Regions from separate parts of the Mus musculus genome. Here region 2 is linked to region 1. The links are chromatin contacts, called in public Hi-C maps. All regions are on one chromosome and are shown on one strand. Each heading gives the region's core, a stretch centred on a gene start, on an enhancer-like site or on the middle of the called end of the contact. The rest is flanking DNA. Distances are from core to core; before and after follow the strand shown.

What was found. A called contact is a pair of places that touch in the nucleus more often than the background predicts.
Region 2: a contact with region 1 is called in a Hi-C map of bone marrow-derived macrophages, with 3 times the contacts expected there. The contact joins the promoter of Msrb2 here to the enhancer-like site in region 1. A contact is called at or near these places in 3 of 484 Hi-C or Micro-C datasets (the C10 cell line, bone marrow-derived macrophages and erythroblasts), 5 of 115 datasets of contacts at active chromatin or transcription factors (bone marrow-derived macrophages, effector CD8 T cells, embryonic stem cells and 2 more) and 3 of 9 other capture datasets (adipose tissue, liver and pancreatic islet).

What each region holds. Positions count from the first base shown.
Region 1 is chr2:19,297,888-19,304,084 of GRCm38.p6, reverse strand. It overlaps Armc3 (armadillo repeat containing 3), which reads right to left. Exons shown (of 20, transcript NM_001081083.2): 17 at 6,132-6,179; 18 at 3,416-3,613; 19 at 127-289. Among named protein-coding and RNA genes, the nearest start is that of 4930447M23Rik, 43 kb to the left of the region's middle. Within about 2 kb of position 3,499, at least 126 of the 459 cell types and tissues checked have an H3K27ac peak or open chromatin away from gene starts, as enhancers often do. A contact at or near this core is called in adipose tissue, bone marrow-derived macrophages, effector CD8 T cells and 3 more, where this site is marked.
Region 2 is chr2:19,368,541-19,374,737 of GRCm38.p6, reverse strand. It overlaps Msrb2 (methionine sulfoxide reductase B2), which reads right to left and starts at 3,102. Exons shown (of 5, transcript NM_029619.2): 1 at 2,959-3,102. The coding sequence starts at 3,055.

The DNA.
Region 1 (6,197 bases), core at 2,250-4,749:
TTCAAATTAAATAAGCATAAATGCAAAGATTAATATCCTGTTAAATGTTAGCAACTGATTCATCCTGATAAGATAAAGACAACACTTTTAACCTAATGAGACAAGAGACAGAAATATCTTAAATACCTTGAAAAGCAACGCTCGATGATAAAAGATTCCCTTCTTGATGTATCCAATTGGTACGACATTGGATTTCAGTTGAAATTTCAACTCACTTATATGAAGTTCCCAGCTGAAATCAGCTAGCTTCTCTTTTGGAATCTTACCGCCCATTTTATCTGCCACATACCTGTGCTCATTACATTGAGATGAAAAACAGTTTTAATCACTTACTTTAGATGATTATATATATAATTGCACATGTAAAAACTACACTTCCTCTGGTTTTTTATTTGTTTTACTTAAAAAAAAATAAGTATACCTGCAGGAAAAAAATCAGCATGCTTATTGTACTGAGACAATCACAGACACATATACACACTGGAATCCTGGTGATTTGATTCAACACAATAAAGAAAATGAATGCTAAGATACCAGTGGACATAACATAGGCCAAATGAATATAAATGTAGTTTTAAATTTTTTTTTTTTAAAGATTTATTTATTTATTTATTATATGTAAGTACACTGTAGCTGTCTTCAGATGCACCAGAAGAGGGCATCAGATCTCTGTTACAGGTGGTTGTGAGCCACCATGTGGTTGCTGGGATTTGAACTTCGGACCTTTGGAAGAGTAGTCGGGTGCTCTTACCCCCTGAGCCATCTCACCAGCCCATAGTTTTAAATTTTTATCTTAGTCTTGAACAGTGGGGGGAGTATTTTAGTCTGAAAGTTGAGGCATTTACTAACTGGTGAGCTTTCTTCTTTCTATTCTTGTGAGAGAAGGTCTCAGCACGTGGCCAAGGCTGGCCTAGCCCTTGTGAGGCTTCTCCAGCCTGACCAGTGTACAGTGCACTGGAGTAGCCCACTGTAAATTTCATGACTTTTTTTCTTTTAGAATTTATCTTTTGGATTAAGAATGATATGGCATTATATAACACTGACATCAAAGGAGAGTAGAAGAGGAGGAGGAAGAAAAATGTACTTCAAGGGTAGCAGGTGTGTGGGAGAGAGAAATTGTGATACTTTGTTTTGTATCCCCACCCCCAAAATACTATCTCCTATGATAATGTCAACAAACATCTCTAAAATTTCTGTATAACTAAGAACATATGGTGGGGAGAAAAATTGAAAAGTTAAAGGAAAGATTGGTCTTTGGCTATACTGTGAAGAATAATGCCTTAAAAACCCTAAATGGGGGGTTTTGGGGGGGGGTGCTCAGATGTAGGGAGAACAGGGAGAGAGAAGGAAGATGGTGGGAGTGGGAGGGACGGGCAATCTCTCTCACCTGCCAGAGAGACCTAGGATAGGAAGAGGCCCCACAGGGTCTATGGAAGTGACTTTAGCTGAGATTCCTATCAGTGGGGGATATGGATCCTGAAGTGATCACTTCCTGTAGCCAGGCAGGACTCTCAGTGGAGAGATTAGGACAGCTACTCACCCACAAAACCTTTGACTCAAAATGTGTCCTGCCTACAAGATGTGCAGGGACAAAGATAGAGCAGAGACTGAGGGAATGGTCAACCAATGACTGCCCCAAATTGAAACCCATTCCATGGGCAGGAATCAATCCTTGACACTACTAAGGATATTCTGTTATGCTGGCCAACAGGAACCTAGCATATCTGTCCTCTGAGAGGCTCCACCCAGCAGTCAATGGAAAGAGATGCAGAGACACCCGAACCTTAGACGGAGCTTGGAAGATCTTACTAAGAGCTGGGAGAAGAATTAAGGGACCCAAGAAGACAGGGACTCCATAGAAAGACCAACAGAGTCAACTAACCTGGACCTTTGGGGACTCCCAGAGACTTTATCACCAACCAAAGGGCGAGTCTGGGCTGGACCTAGGTTCCCTGCACTTGTGTAGCAGATGAGCAGCTTGGTCTTCATTCGAGTCCCCTAACTAGAGCAGGGGCTGTCCCTGAACCTGTTGCTGGCCTACCCGCCTGCCTGTGGATACCTGGCCCCTAAAAGCACCTTCTTGCCTGGCCTCAGTGGGAGAGGATGCACCTAGTCCTACTCCCGCCCAACTTGATGTGGGGGGTGGGATGTGACACCCAGAGGGGGCTCCCACTTCTCAAAAGTGAAGTGGAATGGGGTAGGATTGTGTGAGAGAGTACTGGGAGGAGAGGAAGGGCTGTTATTGGGTTGTAAAGTGAATAAATAAAAATTTAAAAACACACAAGAAGAAAACAAAACAGTGCAACTAAACCAAAACAAAGGACGATGAGGAAGGGAGGTGGAGGCGAGCAGTCACCCCACCTGTAGTGACAGCCCATCCCGCAGCTGGACAGACCTCTGCCATTGTCTTGCTCCTTATTATTGTTTAAATGTAAGCTGATTCAGAAGTGATGTGTGGAGCCTCCGCTAGAACACAGTGTTGAGAAGTACTGCACAAGTGTTTACAAGACTCTCCAGTCAGAGCCATCAAGCCTCAAGGACACAGGAAATCCTTCTAGAGCCAACCGCACTGAATCTCCCCCAGTCCTGTCTGACAGAAGTCGGGGATCTGTCAGCTGAGAGGCTTACAGTTGTCACTTCCGGGTTTGAGGACAGCTACTCGACTCCCACCTGCAGTTGACTGAGCCCCCACTGTGGCTGGTGCTAAAGCCAGCAGTTCACCTGCTGGGTTGTGCCAATCATGGAGCCCGTCCCCATTTTCAGTCCTGCTCCCTTAGAGACCTGCTCAGGGCCTCAGCCTCTGTTTATGGAAGGAGCCCAGTGAAGAAGAGCAACTTCTGAGGCTTACACAGGGCTTGTTCTGTCCAGCAGCAAGCTCTCAGAGTGCCCACAGCCCACTCCCGAGAAATAGCAAATGAACCAGCGGACACCCATTAGAAAAGGAAATGTGTATTAAAACAAAACAAAACACAAACAAACAGCAGGGGGGTTAGAGAGAACTCACAATAGGATGCCTTTAAATGCTGAGTACCTCATACACTTAAGGAACAATTTGGTTTTTAAACATAGATTCATTCACTCACTACCTCTCTAAGATCATACCAAAGATGTGTCTTAACAGCTTAGCTAAAAAAAAAAAAAAAAAAAAAAAAAAAGCAAAAGCAAAAACCAGGTGTTTGTCTCTAAGCGATTTCAACTCTGACTCACACAAAAAAGAAGAGCACCCGTGTGTGAGTCATTGTGCTTCTGCGGGAAGGCAGAGCACGGGCGCTGTAAACCATTGCAGCTTCTTTTGTTGGTTTTATTTTAAAGTAACTTTAAAGAAAAGCAAACCACTGTAAGTTTTTTTTTTTAAAAATCTGAAATTAAAATAGATATACAGAGAGAGAAGGAGAGGGAGAGGGGAGAGACTCACTTGGCAAGGACCTCAATCTGCTCCTTAAGGTTGACAATGGGCAGTATCGACTTGGTCACCTCCAGCACATACACACAGAACTCAGGGTCAGGAGGAGGGTTCCACTCTTTCTCAGGGCTGCCTTCCGTGAACTTGGGCAGTGCCAGGATCTCTTCTTCCTCTTTCACTTTCTCTTCTTCTTTTTTCCCTTTCCCTTTCCTTTGAAAGTAAGCAATAATAAAACCCCATATCCTGTCGAAATGTCCAAATACTAACTATGCTCTGAGTCAATCTGAGAAGCCTCAGGGAAATAAGGAAAGGGTAATCGGGGAGGGAAATTAGTTAAAACAAAATACAATGTGTGTATGTATGTATGTATGTATATATGCAAATGCTATGACAAAGCTCATTATTTTGCATCTATATTAAAAGTTAATTTAAATTAAAAATATAGAGACAATTCAAATGTCCTTTGATAAGAGATGGGTATATAGTGTTAAGACCATACAATAAAATACTGGTTAAGAGTAAAAAGGGATAGGCTACCAATGCACAGAACAATTTGGAAGCATCTCAAAGGCATTATGCTGGCTGGAAAACATCAGTATCAGATGTAACACACGAATGATCCCATCAAAGTCATTCTTGGCTGGACCTGGTAGTCCATGCTTTTAATGCCAGCACTCAGGAGGCAAAGATAGGCAGATTACTGTGGATTCAAGGTCAGCCTGGTCTACAAGTGAGTTCGAGGCTAACTAGGGCTACATAGTAAGACCTTGGAAAGGCAAAAATAACAGAAAAACCACCACCAGGTCTCGTTCTTTTTTCCAGAGAAAAGAATGAGTTGCAGTATCAGGGCAGGACTCTGGGTTGGCTGAGCTTTTTTCTATTCTGACTGTGGTGTCAATGGCTGCACAAATTCCCTCTTTAAAATTCTGTAGCATTTTAAACAGAAAGACATTTTGTGGCATGTTAATTTAAAACTTTGTTGCTTGTATCGTTTTCTTTTTCTTTTTTCTTTTTTCTTTTATTTTTTTTTAAATTTTCCTCTGTGTAGCCCAGGCCATCCTGGAACTCACTATTCACTCCAAGCAAGCCATGAACTCAGAAATCTGCCTGCCCCTGCCCCTGCCTCTGCCTCCTAAATGCTGGGATTAAAGGTGTGCACCACCACTGCCCGGCTAATTAAAGACTTCAATTGCTCTGGGCACTCTGCTTACATCTGCGTGAGTAGTTATTCACGTTTACACCAATTATCCCTAGCATGGGAGGTGGAAAAGCTTGCTCTTCATACACTTCCATTGGCTAACACTAGGCACTAGCTGCTGAATTCCTTGAATCCATTTTCTGTTGGGTACCCTTCCTGCAAATAGCTTGTCCTAAACCTTTGACCCACCTCCAGCCCCGTATGTTATAATTACTTTCAGTATCTCCTGCTAATAGATAATGTCTTCTCTGTCCCTGGTACTCCTTGGGATTACTTTACCAGCCTTTTTTCAGGGGATGGCACTAGCTGAAAGGATGGAAGGACTGACAGAAGAGCAAGTGACTGCCTTAGGTAGTGCTGACCCAACAGAACTTTGGCTGGGGAGGAAAGGGTTTCAGCTTACATCTCTCAGGTGACACTACATCACAGAGGGAAGAAGTCAGGGCTGGAACTTCAGGCAGGAACTGAAATGTAAGCCATGTAGGTATGAGGCCTACTGGCTTACTCCTCATGGCTCTCTCATACACCCCAGGACTCCAGGGATGGTACTACTTACTGTGGGCAGAGTCCTTCAACATCAATCACTAATAAAAAAACATATTCTTCAGACTTGCTTACAGGCTCATCTGCTTGAGATCATTTTCTCAGTTAAGGTTCTGCCTTCCCTGAAGACTCAAGCTGGCAGAAAACCAACTAACATATCCTCTGAGAGGGAGGGGAAGTTCTCTCTAGATTGTCACTACAGCCCCTTTGCAAGGAATTAAAAAAAAAAAAACTTAAAGGATGCAAGAGTCTCTGGCGATGCTCAGCCTTCCCACTTCACAGCTGACCCATACTCTAATGGCCCCTCCAATGGTATTTTCAGCTTTAGAAATGTTTTCTCTTAATAATTGTCAAGGGGCAACTGCAGTAAATGAGACTCTTATGGCATACTCGTGTGGGGTAACATCAAGAGGTTTGTTGAAATATGCTTGGGTGGTGTTGGAACAAGAGTATTTCAGAGTTAATAAAAAGACCGAGTCTCAGGGGTCCAGGTAGGTCAGAACAGGACAGTGTGGGCTATGTAGTGTTCCTCAGCTCAGCCACAGACCTGCGCAGTGTCCTACGTGCTTCTGTCGCTCCTTCCCTCTTTCTGACTGACCTCGGTTCTACACTTCAAGATTTCTAGATGACTCTGTCACCTAGTCACTAGTGGCATGTAAATAAGAACATGAGTTTTAAGGTGTGGGGACTGTCACTTTAGGTGAACTTGCCACACCCTTCCTTGTATGTACAGATGCAGCTCCTTTGTCCTGTGTTCAGGAGACTAGACTCTCACAATGTTACCATTAAGCAGTAGATCTTCTGAAACAATTCATTGCCTAATGGACAGGAACTTAATTTGTTCCAGATTCAAATAAGCCAAGAATATGGGGCTAGCCTGGGACCAGGCAGGAGCAGCACCTACTTTAAGCAATTCTCAAATTTTGGGCTTATGTTTCAATGAAGCAAACTGGGGGTGGGAATTATTTATCTTTACCCATTACTTACCACAGAAGGTAAGAGGAACAAATCAACTGAAGTCTACTTTTCTTTTTACTATTTTGAAAAAAAAAT
Region 2 (6,197 bases), core at 1,853-4,352, 71 kb before region 1:
CTTGGTCACAGGCGCCACTTGGAAGTAGTACATTCTGTGATGTTCCAGTAACTCTGAGCCACAACCTTGGAGTTCCCAAAAAACATGTCCCTGTTTGTCCTGCCCTGACATTGGCAATCTCCTTCCGCCTTTTCTTTTCCGTTCTAACTCCCCGTCTCCCTGGATGGAACCATTCATAGATGCCAATTATACCTGGTGGGTTGGTGATGCTGTTGAATTCAGCTCTTGCCATCGCTGTCTGTCTGCCTGCCTGCTGATATCTCCACTTCTAACAGAGGATGTTAAATCTCCCAGCATTTGCTCTCAGGTCACAATTTGACACTATGCTGTTAAGTTCATACACATTAAAGACGGTCATATCTTCTTGAAGAACGGATTTCTTTATCACTGTGAAGTACTACAATTCTCTTTTTATCCCTGACAGCTCTACTCTGATGTCTGCTTTATCTTAAATTAACAGAGCTGATTCTGCCTTTGTGTTTTGTTTTGGGAAGCCTCCCTATACAGTCACAGTGGGCCCGGAACTCACTATAGAGCCCAAGTTGGCCTTGAGACCCAGGGATTACAGGCAGACATCAGCAAGTGCTGTTTCTCTCTCTCTCTTTTTTGTTAAACACCAACATGACTTATCATTCTCCTCCCAGTTACTTTACATTATGCGTGTCCTTATCTTCAAAGTAGATTAGGTCATGAGAAGCAAGGATCTTATTATGTTAATTTTAAATGTATTTATTTTTATTCATTTATTATTTATGTTGCTGTGCACACGTCTTTGGGAATGTATGTCATGTGTGTGGTTGCCAGGGAAGGCCAGAAGAGGGCAGTAGCTCCCCTGCAACTGGAGTTTCAAATGGATGTGAGCCCCCTGATGCGCGTGTCTACACCTGAACTCAGGTCCTCTGCAAAAGCAAAACTTGCACTTAACTGCTGAACAGCCACGTCAGCTCCCTCAATTAGCGTCTTAGTAAAGATATTGGAAAAGCAGAAGGTGTAATTCAGTAGAGTGTGATCGCCCTGTGTATGCCAGCTTCTAGGCTTTATCTTCATACCAGAGGCAGGGTCAGGAGAGACAGTGGAGAGGAACTGTGAGCTTCTGTCTCCACTGCACTTGCACTGCAGAAAGCCCATGTGAACACACACAGGACAGGGGACCCAGATGGTGGGTCTCCATTGGAACCAAAGCTATCTGCTTGATATTTGATCTATCAGCCTCTCACATGGTGAGAAACACATGCCGTTTATGCCCACTGCTTAGCATTTGTTATGGATGCTCATGCTCACACATGCCAGTAAAGTTCTGTGGGGGAGCTAGGATCCGAACTCATGCCCACTGACAATCGAGATCTTAACCACAGAACCATCCCCTGCTTCTGTTCTTATTCTCCTTGTAAGACTTACTTTACTTGTATGGGTATTTTACCTGCATCACGTATATACCTGTGCACCATGTGCATGCCTGGTGCCATGGATCCCCTGGAACTAGAGTGAGTTATAAGCTGCCATGTGAAGAGTTTTTGCTACCATAGGTTTTTTGTTATTCCAGATGAATTTGCAGATTGCCCTTTCTAATTCGTTGAAGAATTGAGTTGGAATTTTGATGGGGATTGCATTGAATCTGTAGATTGCTTTTGGCAAGATAGCCATTTTTACTATATTGACCCTGCCGATCCATGAGCATGGGAGATCTTTCCATCTTCTGAGATCTTCTTTAATTTCTTTCTTCAGAGACTTGAAGTTCTTTTTATACAGATCTTTCACTTCCTTAGTTAGAGTCACGCCAAGGTATTTTATATGATTTGTGACTATTGTGAAGGGTGTTGTTTCCCTAATTTCTTTCTCAGCCTGTTTATCCTTTGTGTAGAGAAAGGCCATTGACTTGTTTGAGTTAATTTTATATCCAGCTACTTCATTGAAGCTGTTTATCAGGTTTAGGAGTTCTCTGGTGGAATTTTTAGGGTCACTTATATATACTATCATATCATCTGCAAAAAAGTGATATTTTGACTTCTTCCTTTCCAATTTGTATCCCCCTTATCTCCTTTTGTTGTCTAATTGCTGTGGCTAGGACTTCAAGTACAATGTTGAATAGGTAGGGAGAAAGTGGGCAGCCTTGTCTAGTCCCTGATTTTAGTGGGAATGCTTCCAGTTTCTCACCATTTACTTTGATGTTGACTACTGGTTTGCTGTAGATTGCTTTTATCATGTTTAGGTATGGGCCTTGAATTCCTGATCTTTCCAAGACTTTTCCTAAGCAGCATAAGATATAAAACTGGGTTGGAAAGGAGGTCAGGAGAGCAGCTGCCCAGTGCTAAACCACAGGGCCACGAAATTACAGAGAATTACACCTGGGACTCCTCAAAGACTCCTACTCCTCCCAGGGAAGATGCAAAAGTGTCCGGATTCACAAATGAGGGCAAAAAGCACTTACCATTCCACCCCATCCTGTCTCTTAGCCACTAACAACCTGTTGGAACACGAGAATAATTCACCCACACATCTCAAAACCTAGAGTCACACAAAACCAAGATAGTGTTGCAGCAGCACCCGTGATGGTGCAGTGGGCCAGTCTCACAGGACAGGAGGCAACTAGCAGTCCTCCCGAAGGAAGTGGGGGGGGGGGGGGGGAGGGCAAGGATTAACTCCCGCCCAGGAGAGGGCGCACAAGGTACGGCTGTTGACCGCCACTGGGTCCCTGACAACACCATGGCTCCTAACACGACTTTGTACACCAAAATGTAACATATAAACGAACTGTATGCAAGCATAGGAGAAGATTCGATCCTCTCCGGCATCAGTGCTCCCCCAGCACACCAAGTTTACCAAACGCGTTGCTCTGCTCCGCAACTCAGGCAGCGGGCCGCTGGGACCAGTCTCTCAGGACCTCACAGGAGGCCGCCCAGGGTCAGCCAGGACTGTGAAACCGAAAGCCACGAGAGACGGCAGCGATTGAGGACCTACCTGTGTCCTTGCTTCCCGATCCCGCGCAACCCCGAGCCAGCCGTCCAGGCGCCTGCAGCAAAGGCAGACCCCGCAGCGCTCGCAGCAGTCGCGCCATGACGCTGCCACCAACGGGTTTCCTCCCAAGCCTACCCAACCCCCACCCTCCGCCGGATCCCTCCCCTCTGCCCAGGTCTCTTCCCCTCCTCCAGGCTCTCCTTTTCTTCTGGTGCTCCACCCTACCCCCACCACTTAACTTATCCTCTTGCTCCTCTTGACCTTGATCTTCGCGGAGTGTGTGGAATATCCCGGGACTCCACTGCCTCCTCCTCCCGCAGTACCTTACTCCGATTGGAATCATGACTAGTCTAAAACTTGCTGTGTTTCAGTTTGTTTAGGTTTTCCAGAAGTCATACTAATTGCAGTTGGTTATTTCTGGCTTCCCTTACTCAACATAATTATCTGGACATTGCTGCTTGGTTTTTTGCGTTACATTATGCACAAATCTTTTTTTTGTTGTTGTTGTTGTTCTGAATAATATTCCATTATACTAAACTGTTACTCATTAGTTTAGGCTGTTCTAATTTTTGCACATCAAAAACAAAGCTGCCAGGAGCGTTCCTGTACATGCCTTTTTTTTGGATACCTGGAAGAGGAATAGCCAGGTCTCAAGGGCAACGGCTGCTTCACTAGCAATGTATGAAAGCTCCTGTCATCATCCCCTTCCTACACTTGATTACTCAGGCCTGTTTTTTTGTTGTTGGTTGGTTGGTTGGGTTTTTTGTTCGTTCGTTTGTTTTGCTTCGGTTTTTGAGATCTAATCTCTCTATGTTGTCCAAGCGTCCTCAAACTTGGAATCTTCCTGCCTCGGGACTGAGTTTATAGACATGCATCACTACAAAGTTAGACTTAAACTTCTTACAGTAATAGGCTTCTCTTGTGTTATCTTTCAGTAACTGACAATTAGCCATTGCTAAATCATACATGGTTTTGCCCATTTATTATTAGATTTACTTGTTGTGGATTTTTTTCAAGGTTCTTCCATATATTCTCTGGGCACAAAGCCATTATCAAATCGTTTCCTCACAAATTTCCCTTCCCGAGACTGTGGGCTGTGTTTTTCTGTTTCCTAATTGTGTCTTGGGATGGGAAGTTTTACATTTTGTTAAACTTCATTTTATCGGTTTGATGGTTTGTTTTTGTTTTTTATAGTTTGTGGCGGCTTAGGGGTAACATATTTAACAAATGGAGCTAGTCCAATATTACAAAATATTTTATGTGTTTTCTTCTGCTAATTTTATAGTTTTAAGTTTTACATTTAGGTCTATTATCTATCTGAGTTAATTTTTATTTATTTATTCATTTTTTAAAATAAGGTAATTTTTTTTTTTTTGTTCTCTACTGCCTGCATTTGAGTTCTTGTCAAAATCAGTGTATGGCTGAGAATGCAGCTCTGTAGTAGAGCAATGGCTAGCATTCACGGCCTCAGGGTCGCACACACCCACTGGGGAGAAACCCCAGGTTGGTTGGTTGGTTGGTTGGTTCGTTTGTTTGTTTTTATCAATACAGGGATCTGTTTCTGGACTTTCTGTTCTTTCCGATTAATCAACATGTCAGTGAGTATACAGAGTACTGTAACATCTGCATCCCTGGAGGTGGAGTCAGCTAGTATTTGCAGATCTCTGCAGATCTTCACACTCCCAGAAAACAGAGGGAAGCCTTCCTGGATCCTTCCCTCTCCCTGTTTCCTCTATCCACTGCTTTGAGAACTTTCATCTCATCCTGGCACAGGGCTTTCTGCCCCCACTCCCATGCCCACCTATCAAGAAAGATCATGGGATGGGATGGAGAGATGGCTCATCAGTCAAGAGTACTGAATGCTCTTCCAAAGGTCCTGAGTTCAAATCCCAGCAACCACATGGTGCTTCACGACCATCTGTAATGAGATCTGACACCCTCTTGTGGTGTGTCTGAAGACAGCTACAATGTTCTCATATACATAATATAAATAGGTTTTTTAAAAGAACACAAAAACGCAAAGAAATATTCTTGAGCCGGGTGGTGTACTTACATATAATAATAAATAGAGAGAGAGAGAGAGAGAGAGAGATATCATGGGCCAATCTTCGAATTCCTGGCCATAAGGCTTTAACCTGATAAAACCCACTTAACAGTTTACTCTTGATTTTATATACTCCATGGTTTAGTCTCTGAAATGCCCGACCAACCACACTCTTCCTGGTCTATTTAAAAGAGGTCTTTCAGTTCCTGGTTTACTTATAGAGATCTCTCAGTTTTTTGGAGAGTCACAGTGTGCTCACTCTCTTGCTCTTGGTGATCACATGACGTCTCTCTGGAAAACGACAAAAGCAAACACCACTGGAAGACTGCTAGGAAAACCAGTCAGAGACTCTGCACCAGCTGTTTTTGCCTTTCCTTTCCACTTGGGAATAAGTTGTGATGGCTGAAGCACTGGCAGTTTTCTGGTATGCATGAAGATAAGATTTGCACCCTGGTGCTGAGCAGGAGATGCATGGAGCCTGGGTGTCAGGGATGCAAGGCAATAGTCAAGCCCTGAGTTGTACCCCTATGGTAAGAGAGACAAACACATTCATGTGTTGTTTAAACTGTGGTTGTGTTTTTGTGAGGATGATACAATACTCAGCTGGTCCTCTATTGGTTGTGAGAAACTTCAATAAAGGCTAAGCTCTACAGCATCATCTCTGTGTATCTCCCACAGTTCTCTGCAAGCTATACACACAAGGGGAGGAGGGGGGAGAAAGTAATGCTAAATAAGTCCCTAAAAGAAAAAGATGGAGGATCTACCAAAATGATCATTGAATCTACAGAGGAATAAGAGGGACTGACCACTAAAGTGGATACCAGGGCAAAAGTCAATAGACTTTTTGCTACTTAAAACTATTTGGAAAGAAGGAATGAGCAAGGTCACCTCTGAGCCATTCTCTTCCTCCAGGACGCGTAATCTCTTTTCATCTATTGAGAGTCCAATATTGATGATCAGACTGTTCCCTCTGAAATCTAGAGATTTCCTGGAAACTCTCCTTCTGGGCCAACTCTCATATCTGTGAAGGGTATGAACGAATGGCTTAGTAGAAAAGGGGTAGCCCGGCACAGGTGCTAGCTTCTGTTTTCAGCTACTTGCCATGGATGGTACAGATATTTGGACAAGTCAGCCTTTGGGCTTGGATCAGACAACTGAAAATATACCAGTGAAGAGAGGAAGTAGATGTCACACACCG